Linked DNA regions of Sus scrofa: region 1 is linked to region 2. The links are chromatin contacts, called in public Hi-C maps. All regions are on one chromosome and are shown on one strand. Each heading gives the region's core, a stretch centred on a gene start, on an enhancer-like site or on the middle of the called end of the contact. The rest is flanking DNA. Distances are from core to core; before and after follow the strand shown. Region 1 holds the start of DUSP19 (dual specificity protein phosphatase 19). Region 2 holds the start of NUP35 (nucleoporin NUP53).

Region 1 (5,224 bases), core at 1,129-3,628, 39 kb after region 2:
TGAGACCACTTAGGACTTCTTTATAGGATGGATATAGTAAGTAGTAAGTATAATTACCCAAGATAAATGGAACTTTCCACTTTGACAAATTAAGTTGGATTCAAGAAAATTCCTAGTGACTTTTTCTGTAAAATTCCTAGTGACTTTTTCAAAACCTAGAGCAAAAAATTACTTACTAAGATCTTTCATCAACCTGTTAGATAGTTCAAGAGCCTATATAAGATTTTTGAAATGCAGAAGCTTGGGTGAATTTATTCTCCACCAAAAACAACAGTTAATTTCATGTAGTGCTAGGTGGGAGCTGTGTTGCTCTGAAGAGGTGAAGGAAGCTCTTTGAAGCAACCTAGAAACAACCCCTGCATCATTCATGCAAAAGAACTTTAGATGTAATCATCCAAAGGTCCCTTGGGAATAAGTCACTTGTAACTGGGAAGAAAAAGGTCCATCTACTTTTCAGAAGAAAAGAGGTTGTACCTGATGAAAATATCCCATTTCCTGGTCCAGAGAGAAGACATATAAGGCCTAGTTTCAGAAATCCCTCCCAATACTCTCTCAAGATCCTGGAAAGGTTCCAACACTACCTTGATCAGCTCACTTTGGGTAAGTCTAGATAAAAAAATAACAAGCGAAGTTCATGAAGACTATGAAAGGGTGAATGATTTAAAATCCTACCATAATTATTTTAAAGCATTATTACTACAATGGAAGGCAAATGACCGAAAAATGTGCATGGACATACTTTCTTTCCTAAAAATAGTGTGCATATTCTGGGTGAATCTACCAGATTAGCTAAAGGATCCATATAATTTTTCACTGGGCTGCAGAAACTAACTGAAGATCTGTATCTGGTGAATTTAAAGACAAAGCGTGTATTAATTCATATAATATAATTAATAATAACTCATTTATATTGCAATTGATTTTTTAAAAAACTTTGGCAACAACTTCAGGACAACCCTATAAGATAGGTAGATGCTATTACTTAGCTTTACAGATGGTTTTTTGGAGCACCAGAAAGCGTAAATGACTTGCACCACTAGCTCATCTCTTTAAAGGTAGAGCAGGGCTGAAAGCCTGGACTCTCTGAGGCAGTCTATGTAACGATGGAGAGCAGCAGTCTATCAGACTTGAGCTCGTTCAAGGTACTTAACCAATCTTAAGTCCAGCTGCCATCTGTAAAATGGAGCTGATGATCCCTACTTCACAGAGGTTTTAAAAGGAGTGGGATGCTGTGTGCATTTCACATAATACCTGGCTATTTCTGATTCTCAGTTGTATTCTTTTTACTTAAGAGTGGCTTGGTTGCATAAATACTGATATATCATTAATCTTTCCAAGTCTTAATTTATCTATTCATAAGTGAAAAATAATTCAAACCTACTTGAAAATATTATTCACTATTTTTTAAAGAATACCATGTTCACACTCTTGCCAAGATAACAAGTCTGTATTATAGCTGTGCTTCATTTGTTATTTGCGGATTATGCTTTGTATGGGGAATCGCTATTTTCCATAATAAAAGAAACCATAAACCATCAGACTCACAGCTATAAAATAACAGGCCACCCTTTCCTTAACACTCCAAAAACAGACACCGGAACAGATGTGACCACAGGAGACATGCGCTCTGTGATCTTTCAAGGCCATATCCTTTCATTATCTAAGAAAACACCACATCAATGTGTCATCTCCCAGAGAAGTTAGAAAGAAAGAAAGCTTTTCTAAAATTCAAATACCAGGTGCTCTGAGCTACCAGAATCTATGCTTCTGCTGCATACAGCGGAGCAGAAACATTCCTAGCTAGCTAGTGGAAGTTTCACAGCCAAAAAAGGAAACATTTCAGTTTTCCGGCTGTTTAGTTGATAGCACAGACTATTACATGTTAGGGAGAAAAGCGAGAAAATAGAATGATTAAAAGAACTCAATGACTTAGTGGAAATCAATATACTCACCTAGGAGCAACCATGGCTTAATAACGCCAACTTGCAGGTCCAAGCTAAGATCCTGCACAAAACCACAACCTCCCCCACTGCTGGGCTCTACTTCTTCCACAACATGAATTCTGGAATCTTTCCAAGTTTCTATAATTTTCTTTCCAGTTAGCGTTGTCACCCTGGTGCATTGCTTCCTGAGATTATTCCGGGAGAATGCTTTAATTTCCTGGTTAAGGGAGTGCATTACATGAGCAGCGGCGAGGAACAGATATAAACAAAGCCAGCCAGCACAGTGAAGGGCTGAACTACTGGTCCCCTAGTATTAGGGTAACAAATACTGCCTCAGAGGCACACTGCCCTAAAGGTAACAGTAGTAGCCACTAGCCGGACGGCGGAGGGGTTCAGCTCAGGTTTTCCCAGTGCTGCAATGTAAGGGGAAATTTGGTTGGCCATTGAGAAACAGGCTCCGATTGGATGCTGTTTCTCCTTCCTGTCAGCCGAAGATTACGTTATTCTCGCTGAGAGTTTTGTCATCGTAGCTATTTAAAGCTAGCTTTATTATTCACTCAGAGTGGTAAAATAAGACTTAATTGGAGAGAAAGCTGATATTTCCTCCTTCCTTAAAAGCAGTGGTTTTCTCGATGTGTTCGATTGGTGTCACTTGTGGTGGCGACCTGAGTGTCCCTCCTGCTCTAGTGAGGCTGCGGAGTCACAGTCCAAAGCTGCCTGCCCATCTGCTTCTAGGATAATCCAGAGGGGCTGCAGCAGGCGTTGAAAGTTATTTTTCGCTTCCTATGTCCTTTGCACTTTCTCCTTCTGCTGTTTCTGCCAAGAGGAACATTTATTAGATTAAAAAAAAAAAACTGGTGTGTAGACTTGTGAGGTAACATTTTAAACAAAATCTGCAGAAGTAATTTTCTTCTTTTTAATTTTCTAATTATGTTTCTATATGCGGATTAAAACATAATGCATGTATTTTCTGACTTCTGACCTATATTTTCATTATCAGTAAAACTGCTTGAAGAAGGCTTCATGCAATAGACAGTGTTTATAAGAAGCATTGCAGCCAGTACTTTCAAACAGAGTTTCAGTACTTGGGAGTACAAACATCCAAATTTAAAAAACAGATCAATTATAGAATGATCCTGATTACAAAAGGATGATTTGTTTTACAAAAGAAATCTCAAGAGTTCTTTAAGTAGAATTTTTTCTTATCCCACCTAAAATAAAACACGATTTTAAATGGACTTAGACATAATGAATAAACACATGTATAAAGTGAAGTTGCACTTAAAGAACACTTATTCACAACACCAAATATCACAATTTTTGTTGCTGTTGAAACTTTCTGACTTAAAATTAAAATAAACCAAATTTCTACCTGTTGAAATGAGTGAGATAATTGGCCCAGGGCACCCTAAAATGAAGAACTCAAGAAAATTTTTGCATCATTTAGACAATCACATGTTTATCAAAAACAACTCCAACCACATTCATTCCATGTATTTATCATAAAATGATAAAAAAATGATTACCTGGTATTGAGCACATATTACTTGCAAGATTGTGTGCTTATAAGCAATTTCTGCATTCTTAGTATTATCCATTAGGTGCTTACTGATGTTTTACACACATTATCCCATTTGATCCCACCGCAAATTCATTATGTATATGGTATTATAATCATGTACATTTTATGGCTAACAGAACTCAAGTGCAGAGAGTACAAATAACATATCCTACATTTCACAGATCATGAGTTTAGATCCACAAGTAAAACCCAGGTTTGTTTCAGTCCAGCACCTTAGCTCTTGTTTACTATGGAATACTACGCTGCCCCCAAAATAATTGTAGTTAACAAATATTTATTGAGCATTCACTCTGTGCCAGGCACTGTTATAGTCACTGGGGATGTAGCAGTGAATAACAACAAAGTCCCCTCTTTTATGGAACTTATACCCAAATGGAGGAAACAGATGGACAAACAATGAATAAACTAAATTTTTATTCTAAGTGAGATGTTAATTTGGGACATTCTAAGTTTAATTTGCCTTTTAGTCTATAAAATAGAGATGTCAAGTGGGAAGCTACACATTTGAATTTGGACTTCACAGATGTTCTCAGCTGAAGATGTAAATTTTGAAGTAATTGACTTGAAGATGCCATTTAAAGCCATGACTGAATGAGGTGATCTAGTAGTGAATGTTGATAGAGAAACCTGAGGTGTGCCTTCATTTAGGGGTCATGAAGATGAGAGGGATCCAGCAAAAGAGACTAAAAAGTAGAAGTCTGGGAGGTAGGAGGAAAAGAGAGAAAGATTTGAGGATACAAATAAAGTGTTTCAATGAGGACAGTGTGATCAGCTCTGACATATGCTACTGAGAATGTTGAATAAGATGAAGACAGAGCTAAAATATTGAATTAAAGGCCTTCTCAGCAAGAATAGATGCTACATTCTAACACTACATAAATATTATCTGATTTAATTCTCATGGCAACCCAATGAGGGAGGTAATTGGGTTGGTAATATCTAATCCAATGGGTATGGTAATATCTATCATATTTTTACAGAGCAGGGCATTTAATCTGGAAATTAAAGATTTGGGGTTCCTGTCATGGCTCAGGGGGTTAATGAACCTGACTACTAGCATCCATGAGGATGCAGATTTGATCCCTGGCCTCGCTCAGTGGGTTAAGGATCTGGAGTTGCCGTGAGCTGTGGTGTAAGTTACAGACATGGCTCAGATCCCACATTGCTGTGGCTGTGGCATAGGCCGGTGGTTACAGCTCTGATTGGACCCCCAGGCTGGGAAACTGCATGTGCTGCAGGTGCAGCCCTAAAAAAAAGACTAGCCTTTGGTCACAAAGTTTGGATTTATTAGGTCTTAGTAGCCAGGATTGTTGAACACTGCTACATCTTATTCAAAAACCCATGTTCTTTGCACCACTTCATTCTGTGAAGGATGGGTAGAATTGTTGGCTGCACATTGATAGCTTTAGTCCCTGTTGGTAATACTGAAATACCAACATGCCAACACCAGCACTGGATACTGACATGCTGATTCTTAGACTCTGTACCATTCAACTCTTCATTTTACAGAAGAGGAACCAAGGTTTAGAGAAGTAAACTGATATGCCTGCTGTCACATCTCTCATGGTCCCTGATCTCTTGACTTATTACCTAATTATCTCTTGACTCACTACCTAATGCTTGTTCTACTGCATTATATGGTTAACTAAAAAGTCCTTTAAGGGCAAAATTCCTTTTCATTAAGCTAGCCTGGTGCAAA
Region 2 (5,602 bases), core at 2,450-4,949:
GTGAGTGGTTCTTGGAATTAAAGTAACATATTGCTTACACCTATATTCCAATAATTTTGAAATAAAAAATAGAGGCGCAGCTTAACGTTTTTTAAATAAATGTGTTGATCCAGGTGAATGCTGCACCACTACTCTTTTGACCTACCTGCAAGTAAAGGTGATCTCATTTCCATTACTCCTACTGAAGGGCCACTAATCGATCGAGGTTGTGGAGTCACTGGAGCTGGCAAATCCCCCATTAAAAATCCAGGTAAGAACTGGGCATTAACCCCTGGCTTTGGAGACGTGGGTGAACCCAACATCATTGGTTCCGATCCTAAATAAATCAGAAAATAAAATAATACCAAAAAAAGGTCTTTAATGTAATAATATCTAACAAAAGGATGCAAGAATCTAGCATAATTTTGAAAATTTAATCAAAACAATTACAGAACAGTTAAATTCATTTTAAAAACCAATAAAAATTTTTCAAGAAAAATGTAAAAAGTATTTTGCATTAACAAAATAATACTGGACAGCTGTTTTTGTTTACATTATTTCATTAACTTATTTTTAAATTTTTAAATTTTAGCTTATTATTGTCTTAAAAAAAATCCCTAATACATACAGAATAACTTCTTTCCATTTCTGGGTCAGCTTCCAATAAGTGAAAACAAGGACAGGGTAGTTACATAAAGTCTAAGCAAATCAAACATAACAAGTTTACCTTCTTTTATGTCCCATTTTTCTTTCCCCATACACACAAAAAATGTTATTTCTGTAATAAAAGTGTAACCATGTACAACACACTAATAATGATGATTAGTATCCCAACTAGAAATATACTGAAAACACTTGGAAAGTTTATGTTCTAAATCATTTTTTAAAATTATTCATTTTAAAATCAGGAATAACCAAAACCAATATAAATCTCCCTAATATAAAATCAATTTTAAAAGAGAATTGATATTTCATAATCATCAATTCAAAATTAATCTTCACAATTCTTAGGGTAGCTATTATTATTACTCCAACTATGAAAATAGAGAAGCTATAACTTACTCTAATTTCAGAACAAAATACCACAGTAAGGAAAAGATGAGCTCTGGAGTCGGAGACATGAGTTTAAGTCTTGCAGCAAAACAGACATAATCATAGCACCCACCCATAGAGCTCTGACTAGAATTATAGCAAGTAAAATACTCAAGTCCCTTATATACAGTGAGTAAGCACCAAATATTCATTATTATTCTAATATTATTTTATAGTAGACAAAACTGAAGTAATGATATGTACATTGAGAACTTCAATTTCTGCTTATGAAAACTTAATTTTTCAACTATGTGACAAGCCTGAATGTGATCCATGGCATTCAGAGAAGTCAAACAATTTGTATTTTATATGGCCTTTATTAACTATTCCTTAACTTTTTGTTTTTTGTTTTTTGCCATTTTCTTGGGCCGCTCCCAGGCTAGGGGTCTAATCGGAACTGTAGCCACCAGCCTACACCACAGCCACAGCAACGCGAGATCCAAGCCAGGTCTGCAACCTACACCACATCTCATGGCAACGCCAGATCCTTAACCCACTGAGCAAGGCCAGGGATTGAACCTGCAACCTCAGGTTCCTAGTCAGATTCGCTCACCACTGAGCCACGATGGAAACTCCCTATTCCTTAACTTCTAAACAGCCACAGAAATATGTTTTGTGCTATCCAAATGCTGTCACTTATTTGATCTTCCCTTTATTTCCCATCAAAGTAGACCTAGATATTAGCAATGCAAGTGTACAAAAAAAGAAAAAGGAAAAGAAATTTAGGGAAAGAATAAGGCAAATACCGAAATAAGGTGTGAAGAGCTGTATTACATTGTAATTACTTCAAAATGCTCGTTACAAAGTACCATGGTACTATAACATATTTCTAAAAAACCTAACACTAAAAATCAAACCTAAAGTCTAAACAAAAGCATATTCTGAACATATATTTAGAAACCTATAGTAATAAATGTATTACAAAGTTTTAAATACTGCCTACTTTCACTCTCCCAGCCCTCAAAGGAAAACATACAAATATGGCAAGTATAACAAGAATTGTCAGGAAATTTTCTGACACATTCAGATATATATTGTGATACAAAAGAAAGCACTAAAGTGAGGAATGGGCAACGGGCTCTTAATTGAACTGTCACTAACTGCCCAACCCTCAAGCTAATTTCACTGAGCTATACCATTGGATCCTTCAAGTCAAATACCATTTCACAGTGTGCACTCCTAAAATGTTAAGTACTAAGTCTTCTCAGCCAGCACTGTTTGTTAAAGTAACTTAGTTTCAGTGTACCATTAGGTGCTGGGAAAATGTTTATATCCCGCCTGGAATATTTGCAGTGGACCTGAACATTCATATCCGCTAATGTCAGATTTCCGACCAATTATTCATATACGTAACCCCAAGAAATATACACTCCAAAATGTTTTGGGGGACTAGAAAACTTAGGAACTGGAAATTAAAGCTCTCTGATCTCCAAAATAATACAAAACACAAATACCTAGACCAACATCTGTACACAAGTTTAAATGTAGCTGAGTACCTACCTTGATATTATGCATTTAGTTTTATTATTAATACTAACAGTTCAAGTCACTCTACTCTCAAAAGAAACTTATTTTGCACAAAACATGGCAAGCATTATATATCCTTCAACTATAATAAAATTTATTCTATAGGTACATATTGTGCTTGCCTTCCTTTCCAAACTCATAAAGTTTGTAACCAACTTTTCAAATATTCTTACGATAGGTTTATTTTTTGTTCTAAAATTTTCGACCGTTCCCCCAAATTCCAAAACTCAGCAGACAAAAACAAAAAACTTGAGAGATTTTTTTCAACAACACATTTTAGTAATGCACCCCATTAAATAATGGTGATGATTTTTAATCATTACGTGACCGGTCAAATGAAGAGACCTCCTACAATACTGAGTCACTTTCCCAAGATAAAGGCGAGGGAAAACGAACGAACTCCTGGCTTCCTATTAAGGCTAATATCTCAAAGGCTGCCATCACCTGCCTAATTAAATGCCGCCGACTCAAACTTCCATTAAAAAGATTCTTTTTGCAAAGCCCGGGAGAAGGTAGGAATCAAACAGGAACTACAAGCCTAAGGTGACCAAACAGCCAAGGACACTAACCACACCCCAGAGTACCGCCCACCCACGTGTTCACAGGTGAGTTCCTTCCCATCAACGCTTCCCCGGATCTATGAACCCAGCTTGGCATCTCAGGCACTGATGGCGTCTCAGGTATGGGCAGGTCTGGCTCCGGCACGTAGGGGCACAAAATGGTTCAGCCACCGCAGACGGCCGTTCCCTCGCCCTCCTCGGGGCCCGAAGTTTCCTGGAACCGTTTTCGTGACGGCGGGGTAGCAAAGCTTCGGGGTAGGGGGCGGACTACGAACCTGGGGCGAGCCAGAGGCTCCCCCTTTGAGGCTGAAATTAACAGAAGAGACCCCGATGACTACTGCCTTCCAAGCTTGCCCGCTTCCAAGCGGCAAGTAGCACAGAGCTAGTGAGGAAAAGCAGTTTTTCACTCACCCAACGTGGGCACCTGGGAGTCCACGGCAAAGGCTGCCATCGCAGCAGCTACACCACTTAGCCCCGGACCTTCCCGATTTTCAAAAATGGCGGAAACTCTCCCCACGGGTAGGAGCGCGGTACCTTATGGGGTTGCGTAACTTCCGGACATGCGCCATACCAAAGTTGTGGCGCCAGAGCTGCCATTTTGGAATAGGGCAAGAGTCTGCGCAGACTCGACTGCTCTGAGAAGGATTTCTCTGGTAAAGAGATCAGCGTGGATCGTGTGGTTCTGGGAATGCTTTCGCTCGTCCTCTGAGCCTCCTGATTTGTTGGTGCTCGAGTTTTATAGAAGCGCAAGTTATTTTACTCACGGATTCATAAATAGCGTGAGTTTATTCAGTGCTCTGTCATCCGTCAGCTTTTCCAAGTACCACCTGGACAGGTTGGCTTGAAGAAACAGATTATGCCGCTTTCCAACGTAGGTTTCTGGGCTTAGGGCACCGAGCTCCTTTCTCAAGCATATTTTCTACCATCTCTATGCCATTTAAGATTTTTTTGTGTTATATGGGCACAATTTTACATTAAAGCATAACTCATACTTGCTCTTTTACTGGTTTATTACATGTTTATAAGTACAAAAGATATTAAATAATGGAGGAAAGTAATAAACACCCGTGCACTCACCATACTGCAGAATCTTGTGTGTTCCTATGCCATCCGGGCCGACCCCCCCCCCTTGCTGCTACTTTCCTTTCTGTAGAACGTATTCAAATATCATACATATGCTATATGTGTGTGTGCGAAAATAGCTTTTTCGTTTTGCTAATTTTATAAAAGTGATGTGCTATGTATATATATTCTGAAATGCTCTCTGGTCCATATCAAACTTACCTTCAAAGTGCTTACCCACCTACTCTCCCTGTTTCCTCTGGGATTTGCTGAAATTCAAAATCCAGCCAAGAACTTTATAATTTGTATGAGGCAATAACAATTCCAGGATTAAATGACAAGTTCCCAGAAGTTAAAGTTTTAAAACACTCACAGATGAATTATATTTTTTAAACATATATATATGTTGAACTGTGTCCCCCAAAATACATGTTAAAGTCCTAATTTCCAGTACATATTAATGCGACCTTATTTGGAAATAGGGTCTTTGCAGATGTAATCAAATTCAGATAAAGACATACTAAATTACTACAAAATTGGCAGCTTAAATCAACACAAATTTATCTTTATAGCTCTGGAGGCCTGAAATTCGAAATGAGTATTATAGGACTAAAATCAAAATGTCAGCAAGACTGGTTTCTTCCAGAGGCTCCAGAGGGGAATCTGTTTCCTTGCCTTGTGTAACATCTGGAAGCTAACAATATTACTTGGCTTTTGGCCCTATCCTGTTTCAAAGCCTGTGGCATAGCGTCTTCTATCTCTTTTAGCATCTGCTTATCTCTGCTTCAATCATCATATGGCCTTTTTCTTCTATAGTTAAAATCTCACTCCACCTCCCTCTTAAAGGATGTTTGTAATTACATTTAGAGCCTACTCAGATAATGCAGGATAATCTTCCCATTTCAATAGCCAGCTGTGATTAAGTTAATAGCCACAACTGCAAAGTAACATTCATAGATTCCAGAGATTAGAGTGTGGATATCTGTGGAGGCTTCATTCAGCACACCACACCCAGCAATCCCCTTTATAGAAACAAGGTACCAAGAAATGTTCATCAGTAAAGGGATTTCTATATAAATTATGATCTAGCCAAACAAAAGAACATTATTCCCCTATTGATATGTGTATTGATCTAGAAAAATCTTCATGATTTATATACTGAAAGATGCAATTTGAAAATGTATATATAGCATGATTTTATCTTAATTTAACAAAAAAAAGTATATATGGGTACAGATCCAAAGAGGAAGAGAGAGGTGCTTGTTTAAATAAAGGAAAAACCTAGAAAACATTTCTGCCAAACTCTTAACAGAGAATGTGGAATGGGAGAGGAGTTTGTAAATTAGAGGGCTTAAGAAGGGCCTTTAATTTACTGTATATAA

The links. A called contact is a pair of places that touch in the nucleus more often than the background predicts.
Region 1: a contact with region 2 is called in a Hi-C map of skeletal muscle, with 4 times the contacts expected there. The contact joins the promoter of DUSP19 here to the promoter of NUP35 in region 2. A contact is called at or near these places in 2 of 5 promoter capture datasets (fetal liver and liver), 11 of 47 Hi-C or Micro-C datasets (alveolar macrophages, embryonic fibroblasts, epiblast stem cells and 7 more) and 2 of 2 datasets of contacts at active chromatin or transcription factors (alveolar macrophages and skeletal muscle).

The regions. Positions count from the first base shown.
Region 1 is chr15:88,546,404-88,551,627 of Sscrofa11.1, reverse strand. DUSP19 (dual specificity protein phosphatase 19) reads right to left here and starts at 2,378. Exons shown (of 5, transcript XM_021074751.1): 1 at 1,953-2,378. The coding sequence starts at 2,178.
Region 2 is chr15:88,585,850-88,591,451 of Sscrofa11.1, reverse strand. It overlaps NUP35 (nucleoporin NUP53), which reads right to left and starts at 3,699. Exons shown (of 9, transcript XM_021074750.1): 1 at 3,570-3,699; 2 at 146-316. The coding sequence starts at 3,609. It also overlaps LOC100522904.